Linked DNA regions of Sus scrofa: regions 1 and 3 are each linked to region 2. The links are chromatin contacts, called in public HiChIP or PLAC-seq maps. All regions are on one chromosome and are shown on one strand. The core of a region is the stretch at or near the end of the contact, and the rest is flanking DNA. Distances in the headings are between cores, read along the strand shown. Region 1 overlaps PRKCH (protein kinase C eta type). Region 2 has its middle 93 kb from the start of HIF1A. Region 3 overlaps PRKCH (protein kinase C eta type).

The links. HiChIP or PLAC-seq counts read pairs in DNA pulled down with a chosen protein or histone mark.
Region 1: an H3K27ac HiChIP or PLAC-seq map of alveolar macrophages shows a contact between it and region 2. The contact joins two enhancer-like sites. A contact is called at or near these places in 2 of 47 Hi-C or Micro-C datasets (liver and psoas muscle) and 2 of 2 datasets of contacts at active chromatin or transcription factors (alveolar macrophages and skeletal muscle).
Region 3: a contact with region 2 is called in an H3K27ac HiChIP or PLAC-seq map of alveolar macrophages. The contact joins two enhancer-like sites. A contact is called at or near these places in 2 of 2 datasets of contacts at active chromatin or transcription factors (alveolar macrophages and skeletal muscle).

What each region holds. Positions count from the first base shown.
Region 1 is chr1:190,345,803-190,348,502 of Sscrofa11.1, forward strand. All of the region lies in intron 9 of PRKCH (protein kinase C eta type), which reads left to right. Among named protein-coding and RNA genes, the nearest start is that of PRKCH, 140 kb to the left of the region's middle. Within about 2 kb of position 1,254, at least 10 of the 83 cell types and tissues checked have an H3K27ac peak or open chromatin away from gene starts, as enhancers often do. A contact at or near this core is called in alveolar macrophages, where this site is marked.
Region 2 is chr1:190,530,842-190,533,569 of Sscrofa11.1, forward strand. No RefSeq gene overlaps it. Among named protein-coding and RNA genes, the nearest start is that of HIF1A, 93 kb to the right of the region's middle. Within about 2 kb of position 1,315, at least 2 of the 83 cell types and tissues checked have an H3K27ac peak or open chromatin away from gene starts, as enhancers often do. A contact at or near this core is called in alveolar macrophages, where this site is marked.
Region 3 is chr1:190,397,639-190,400,338 of Sscrofa11.1, forward strand. The region is part of intron 10 of PRKCH (protein kinase C eta type); the gene reads left to right. Among named protein-coding and RNA genes, the nearest start is that of PRKCH, 190 kb to the left of the region's middle. Within about 2 kb of position 1,318, at least 3 of the 83 cell types and tissues checked have an H3K27ac peak or open chromatin away from gene starts, as enhancers often do. A contact at or near this core is called in alveolar macrophages, where this site is marked.

The DNA of each region.
Region 1 (2,700 bases), core at 4-2,503, 190 kb before region 2:
TCTAGCTTCCAAGTGGCAGAGGTTTTCAGGCTAGTCCATCTGAATACTGAGCCCAAGCTCTTCCCACCTGCTTGCTGTATTTCTAAATTCTCACTCCCAAACCACGTGAGAGAAAGCTTATTTCCCCCACCCTCCTATCGTGGCAGGCTACTTGTCATTTTGATGGTTGGAGAGGTTTTGAAAAAAAGTGTCTTTAGAGTTCTGATTGGCATTTCTCTGACAGTGAGTGATGCTGAGCTTTCACATATGTTTAAGGGCCATGTATGTTGACACAGTCACATGTGCAGCCTGGAGAATGGATGGAGCAGGGAAAGCTGGAAGCTGGGAACAGGGAGGAAGTGTGAAGAGGGACACATGGCATGTACTTCCAGGCAGTCCAAGTATATCCTGAGGAGCCGGGGCTTCAGCTAATAGCTTCTGGGGCACTCCTTCTTCCCGCCCCTCATGGTCTGGGCTCCTTGAGGCCATACCCTCCTCACCAGAGTCTTCAGTGGCTCCAGGAGCCCTGCTGCTCTGCCCTGGAATCTCTGCTTCCTATCCCCAAGTCCCATGATTCTTCAGAACTCCAGTTTTGTCCATCCTCCCCTGCTACCCGGAGTACCACCCAAACGCTACTTGCCATGCTCTGTACTCTGTTCCCCTAAAGCCTTTCCTCTGCCCTCACAAATTGTTTGCTCAGAGAATAGTGAGGTGGCGGCTCTGGGCTCAGGAACATGCTTAGAAAGAAGGAACACTGGTGGGTGGTACTGGGCTTCAAGCTCACCTCCCCAGTCCATGGGTCAGGCAGGGCCACACTCAGGTCATCTTCCCAGGGCTGCACCAAAAAACAGATGGTTTCCTATGACTTTGGTCAGACGATAGTAACTGGCTGATAACCTTTGAGTCAGACCTTGACTGACATGGCTGTTTCAAGTTACTGTAATGAACAAATAAAGAACTGTATCCTACTCAAGTCCAGGGGACTTTTACCTACTAAAGGAAGTCCTCGTGATGCTAGAACAGCAGACTGAGATCTTAAGAACAATTAGTGGAAAAGAAATTAACCTGGGACATATTGGAAAATCAGTGACTATAGCATATATATTGCAGAATTTTCAAGAGCAACCTGAAGTATATAATATCCCTCAATGTTAGTGTCCATGTGGGATTTCCACTGTTTCGCAGGTGAAGCCTTTAAACAACACTGGCCATTTTTCCCCCGTGACAGTTTTATGTATGGCCACAAGGTGGCAGTCATTACCGCAAGGTGATTTTTATTTCTTCTCCCGGGAGAGAAAGGAGCTGCCTTTGGAGTTTAAAATTTGTGCTTTGCACTAGAGGTCTCCAAAGCAAAGGATAAAAGGAATTTCCACTTGCCCTAAATCTAGATGATAAACCAAGTGCTGGGAACCAAAGGCATTTTTCTCCTGCTGAGATAGAGATATGTAATTTTCATTTTGCTGTAGTTGAAGTTTTCTCTTGGATTTGCGAGTATCAGGCTCCACTAGCAAGGATGGCCTTTGCTCTCTGCATCTGTCCATCTGTCAGAAATCCTCAGTCACTATCCTCATTTGCTATTGAAAAACTAACTCTCAAGAACAGCAAACATGAGTGATCATGAGAAATTACAGAGGGTAAGGTTCTACTTTTTAGCTCCTGGGTTTGACAGGCCCTGACCTCTGAAATGAGATGCTAATAAGCGTGTAATGCTGAACTGTGACAGTCTCCCGAGCAGAATTAGAGGTGAGCTGAGGGAGGTGTGGGGGTCACTCCCCAGCTGTCTGCAACGTTATCACTTCTTCGTGAAAATGCTTGTAGAAGCAGCCCTCCTCTTGCAGCCCAGCCCCCACATGGAGTGGGTGTCTTTCAGGCCAGAGAAAGGGAGCAACTTGCTGAGGGTCCCTCGGGCTGTGAGTGGTGGAGACAAGGTTCATCTCTGGGTCAGGCTGACTGTGGAGGCCGGCTCCATCCACTTGCCGTCTCCCGCAACACTTAGCTTGTTGATTGTCCATCTACTAAAGCTTGTTGATTGTCCATCTACTAAAGCACCTCCTATCTGCCCTGGCTCCCCTCCAACCCCCTGATAGGGAGACAGCTTATCCCTTGGAAATGGAAGACCTGATTCCTTCCAGCTCTGTTTTCTTCTGTCCTAATGGCTCGTGACTACCTTAAAATTCCTCTGAGCCTTCAGGTTCTATGGTTGAGATGAAAGCAGGATTGCGGTGAGGACCAGAGGCGAGAATGCAGATGTGGTGTTGTTGCACGTGCAGCACTGTTCAAAAGCTAGTATGGGCCGGGTGCTTTGATGACCGCCTCCTTCCCCACCCCAAAGACAGATGTCCCCAGGGGCCAGCACAGACCCCACCCAGACACACCCCACAAAATAGAGTTTGGGAGCTCCTTTTGTTCTTGGCCAAAACAAAAAGATAAGCAAATTTCAAACAACAGATAATTTATCAAGTTTGCTACATAGGATTTTGAGCCCATCAATTATTGCCCCTGATCTTTTCATGATAATACATGCAACCTGCAAGTATATCATGATGTTGGCATCCTCATAAATTTCTGAGAGCATTGCCGATCCTAATAGTTTGTAAATGATTTGATAGTCTGGATCATGACTTACAAAAATGCTTTCTAGCCTTGGATCTGTTGATTTTATTTCTGATAATCTAGCTGTAGAAAACAATGTAAAGAGTGAATAAAGGTTATGCATAAAGA
Region 2 (2,728 bases), core at 65-2,564:
TCCCTGCTGTTACCTGACCTAGTTCTCTAGAAAACTCTGCGTAAAAGGGACACCACAGCCTTGCCAGGGAGTGAGTGTACAAAACACATGTGCAGTTGTAGGAGCAGCTTACCCAGGCCCTTGAGCCATTAAAGTTTCAGATATTTCTCAAGAGTGCCCCTCTCACTCTGGTTGACTCTGTGAAGGTCATTTAGGTCAGACGCCAGCAAGAGCCATCAGGAGAGGCAGGAAATGTGTATGGCTCTCTGGGCAGAGCAAGGGAGAGAAGCTTTTTGTAGCCAAGGAAGAAACACTGGTAATATGAGCAGGGCTGCATGTTTGCGTTTTCTTTTCTCTACCAAAAAAAAACTCTCAAACTGTGTTCTTTCTTACTTTCCTTTTTTATTATTGGAGTATAACTGACTTACAATATTAGATTGGTTTCAGCTGTGCAACATAGGGACTCGATCTTTTTATAGATTATATTCTAAATAAAGTTATTATAAAATATTGGCTATACCCCCTGTGCTGTAGAGCACATCCTTGTAACTTATTTATTTTATACTTAGTAATTTAATCCCTTTCCCCTCTCCTGCCCTTCCCCCATCTCTCTCCCTTCTGTAACCACTTTGTTTAACTGCATTCTGTAAAACAATCCAGGTTCCCTCCCACCTCCCACCAGGTGGAAATCCTAGCAAACCATGTTCTGACATTGACATCATAAAAATACGTTCAGTTAAAAAAGTACATTTCGTTTCCTAAAGATCTGCTATACTTTTTTTTTAATAGGAGACATAGCCATATGATTTAAAATTCAAAGGCACAAAAGGATGTGTAGTGAGAAATCTCCCTCCCACCCATGGTTTTCCGCTACCCAGCTCACTGCCTAGGGAAAACCAAGTTCTAGTTTCTTATATACCCTTCCAGACTTATTTTCAACATATTCAAATACATAGGTACACACATATATTCTTCTGCGAAAAATTTTACACAAAGGCTAGCATTCTACACACGCTGTTCTGCATCTGGATGTTTTTACTTAACAGTAAATCCTAAGGATATATTGTATCTGTACCTAAAGAGCTACTTCACTCCTTGTCATAGCTGCATTTCATTATACTCTATTGCATGAATAAAGCATATTTTATTTAACCAGTTCCCTGTAGATAGACAATTATTGTCCAGATTTGCCTGTACACACAATGCTGCAGTTAATATATTATTTTATACATTAGCAAATTTATATCAAGAATAAAGTCCTAGAAGGGGAAATACAAGATATAAGGAGATGAACATTTGCAATTATGACAAAAATTGCAAAATTTCCCCTTTTAGAGAGTGTACCAATTTAAAGCCCTCCTAGTAATGTTGAAATTGCCGGTTTTCTCACACATGTGCTAACGTATTGTGTTACCAACTTTAAGCTTTTTTACTATGAGAGTGAATACTAGTTGTCTCAGTATAGTTTTAATTTGTATTTTTCTTATTATGAGTAAGATTGAGAATCTTTTAATATTGAAGGGTAATTTGTATTTCTGTTCTGTAAGCTGTTTATACTCTCAGGCTTTTTACCTAGTATGTTATTGATCTTGTATGTTATTGATCTTTTATCATTGATTTATAAGAGCTTTCTATACAGTAGAGACACTAGCCATTTATCTATGATTTTAGTTGCATATATTTTCCCCAATTTGTTTTTCATCTCTTAAAGTGACTAATAGCATTCTAAAAATCCTTTTATTTTAGGGCTTCTGTGTTTTCTGTCAGGCTTTCCCAATCTAAGATTGTAAAAGAAATATCCTAGGGCTTTTTTTTTTTTTTTTACGAATTTATGGTTTGTTTTTTCCTTTTAAATATTTATCTGAAATTTATCCTGGTCTGAACTTCTAGGTTTGGATATATTTTTCTCCCAGGTGTCTAACCAGTTATTCCAACATTGTTTATTAAATGCTTTTATTCCAGTATCATTCATTAAATAATTTGTCTTTTCTGTATTAATTTGAAATACTGTCTTTATAATATCTACGTTTTCAAGGTATTCACATCGCAATTTATAATAAAACTTTTCGCTTGTAACATCTGTCCTCAAAATCTTTATAAATCTTATAATGATTTCATATCAGTCTCTTACTGGAAAATCCATTTTCATGATTTTCTTCCCTTTATTTCTCTCTCATTTTTCCTTTAAAATGCTATGCTTTGACTCTCCCAGACTTCAGGCAATATTACAAAGCTACAGTAATCAGGACAGTGTGGTACTGGTACCAAAACAGACATACAGGCCAATGGAACAGAATAGAGAACCCAGAAATAAACCCAGACACCTATGGTCAATTAATCTTTGACAAGTGAGACAAGAACATAAAATGGAAAAAAGACAGTCTTTTCAGCAAGAATTGCTGGGAAACCTGGATGGCTGCATGCAAATCAATGAAACTAGAACACACCCTCACACCATGCACAAAAATAAACTCCAAATGGCTGAAAGACTTAAATATAAGACAAGACACCATCAAACTCCTAGAATAGAACATAGGCAAAACATTCTCTGATATCAACCTTACAAATGTTTTCTCAGGTCCGTCTCCCAAAGCAAAAGAAAAAAAAGCAAAAATAAACCAATGGGACCTCATCAAACTGAAAAGCTTTTGCACAGCAAAGGAAACCAAAAAGAAAACAAAAAGACAACTTCCAGAATGGGAGAAAATAGTTTCAAATGATGCAACAGACAGGGGCTTAATCTCTAAAA
Region 3 (2,700 bases), core at 68-2,567, 130 kb before region 2:
CAGAGGGGGCCCACCACTCAGAATCCCAGCCATTTATTAGGGGCCCAGGATGTGCAATGCATTTTCAGGTACCAGAGGGAACTCAAAAGTACAAAGATAGAAAAATGAAAAAAAAAAGATGCACCTCTCTTCCTGGAGATCACATTTTAGTTGGGAAAATAAGAATCATAAAGGAATGGCAGCCTGAGGCAGGATTTGGGAGATTGAACGCTCTGCCTGCCCCTTCCTTAGAATACCCATGCCCTTGGTTGGTTTCCTGCTGTAAAAGAAGATGAACATTGGTGCAGTGGCCCTGATGGAAATTCTTAAATGTAAGTGACGTACCTGGAGTTGACAGCTCATTTGTGAAAACACAGGGTAAAAATTATTACTCAGTTTGGACATGTCGAAAAGATACCTTCAGTAATCATGATGTGGTTTAAACAGTGAACAATTAGAAAAGGTGGCCTTGCAGGATCTGGCTTTTGTCACATCACTGATTGTGCGAGACCCATCTGCATAACTAGGTTAATGTCCTAAATAATTAGGCTGGGAGAGGGTAGAAAATGAAGGCCAGCTGTACCAGTGGTTTTACCTGCTTGCATTGTGACGTGCAGATCCCTTGTCAGTCCTCCAGCCACAGTGGTGGTATGGATAACAACACAATTGAGTGCCTCCCTTCTCCCCCTTCAGCTTACTCTGCTTCAGAGGGTAGGTCACCTATAGTGACCACCTGGCATTTGATGGGGCCAAGATGGAACTGGGCAGACCTCGACTTAAACCAACCTTATCTCGTTGTGCTGGGCGGGGCTGTTGATGGCAAACAGAGACTTTTGTTCCTGCCTCTCAGTGCTTCAGGATGTGGTCTCAGCGAGATGAAGGGGTTGGCTGAGGGGGCTTCATCAGTTCTTGAGGCAATTTTGCTCATTGCCAGTGTCAGGCTGGGGCACTGCGTGACTACCTGCTTTGGCTTCTTGCTCTCTTCCCTGCAGAGCCCATAAGCCAGAGTCATCATCTAATGATATAATAAACCTACTGCCCCAAACTCGAAAGCTACAATAGTTACTGAAATGTACAGAGTCCATGTGTCCTCTCCATTGGTCTTGATTTTCATAAAAATGCTAAGCAGTAGCCTATGCTGTAATCTATTTTGTTGTTGATGAGGATGTAATAGTTCATGCTCCCATAGCACTTCAGTGCATGGCAAGCACTGTTTTAAGCAATTCATATTTAAAAACTCATAATTCCCATGAGGTAGGAACTGTTGTTATCTGCATGTCATAATAAGGAAATAAACACAGTGGTTAAGTAACTGGCCCAAGATCACACAGCTCGTAAGGAACAGGGCCAAGACTCAAACCCAAGATGCTTGACTCCTGAGTCTGTGTCCTTAAGCTCACACTACACTACCTCTTGGGAACAGACAGAAGTTGGTTGAATGACCTCCCCAAGGTTACTTGGGGAAGGAGGGGGAAGCAGACTGAAGGAAGTATATGGGGGCTGTATTGCTCCATAAGGGCACAGTTGAGTATTTGCACGTGACCTCTATCTATCTATCTGTCATACTTGGCCACAAGTCCAGATTTGCTTTGTCTCCAGAATTGATCACTCTGGATTTGCTATGGGATAAGATCATCAGCACGGGCTATACAGTTCCTTAGGAAATGTAAAATATGCCCCACTTATTATTGCTGTATGAAACCTTATGTTTGCAGAAGGTCTCTGTGTGGATTTGTGTATGTTGTGGCATGGGTTATTTATGGAGTGAAATCCAGGGTAAAGTGACTGTTCAGACTAAGATCACTCACCTTGTGACCTTAACAGTGTTTTAACACAGAAACTGAGGTGCTGGAGAAATTTAACCAAACTGAAATAATCTTAATTGGATCAATATTAGTCCAGCATTTAGGCAAGAAGAATGTTAGTCTCCTGTCAAAATGTGTATTCATCTGCTACTTTTGCTTACCAGTTTGGTGATACTTTCTAAACTAAACATGAGACATAGGTGAAAAGTCATTTGCCTCCTGATATGTGAATTCTGTTGACTTAAGATCTTAGGAAGTTGTGATGATTCCTAATAAAGGTAATTTAGCAAATTACCTTTATTAGGAAGAATACTACTACATAAAATGGGGAAGGGTTTGCACAGTGTTTCCACATGTAAGTTCTTACATGTTTCAAGTGAACAACTACATGGCTGTCTTGAAAAAGCTGTGCTCTTTGGTTACTGGGATCAGACTGGGTTGGTGCTCAGGACGTAGCAGTGAATTCTCCCAAAGGGAATATTTTAGGGGAAAATACGATGCTCTAGCGCATTTTGCTCTGTCATGCATTGGAGGAAACGCTCTGTCCTGCTTTGGAGGAAATTGGTAAAGTTCCTTCTTGGAAAGGAACTCACATGTGTGTTGCTGTCCTGTGTCCAGCCTGTGACCAGTAGTCCAAAAATGACCTGTGGAATATTCCAGGCCTGTCCTTGGAGTTTGTCATTTGATTGGGGTGAACAAGGCTTTTTTATGCAAAACATAATTAGAAAATAGAGCAGTAGTGACTATAATCCAGAGTTAAGATATGAGGTTCCTGTTTAATTCTGAGGGCCTGGGAGTGATTCTGAACATCATTTGTCTTTGGGTTTTTCAGAGGCTTCCATTTAATGGTTCAGGTTGTTCTCTGATGGGGAGAGCAGGTAACCAGATATGACCTATTGATATGGCAAAAAGTTCA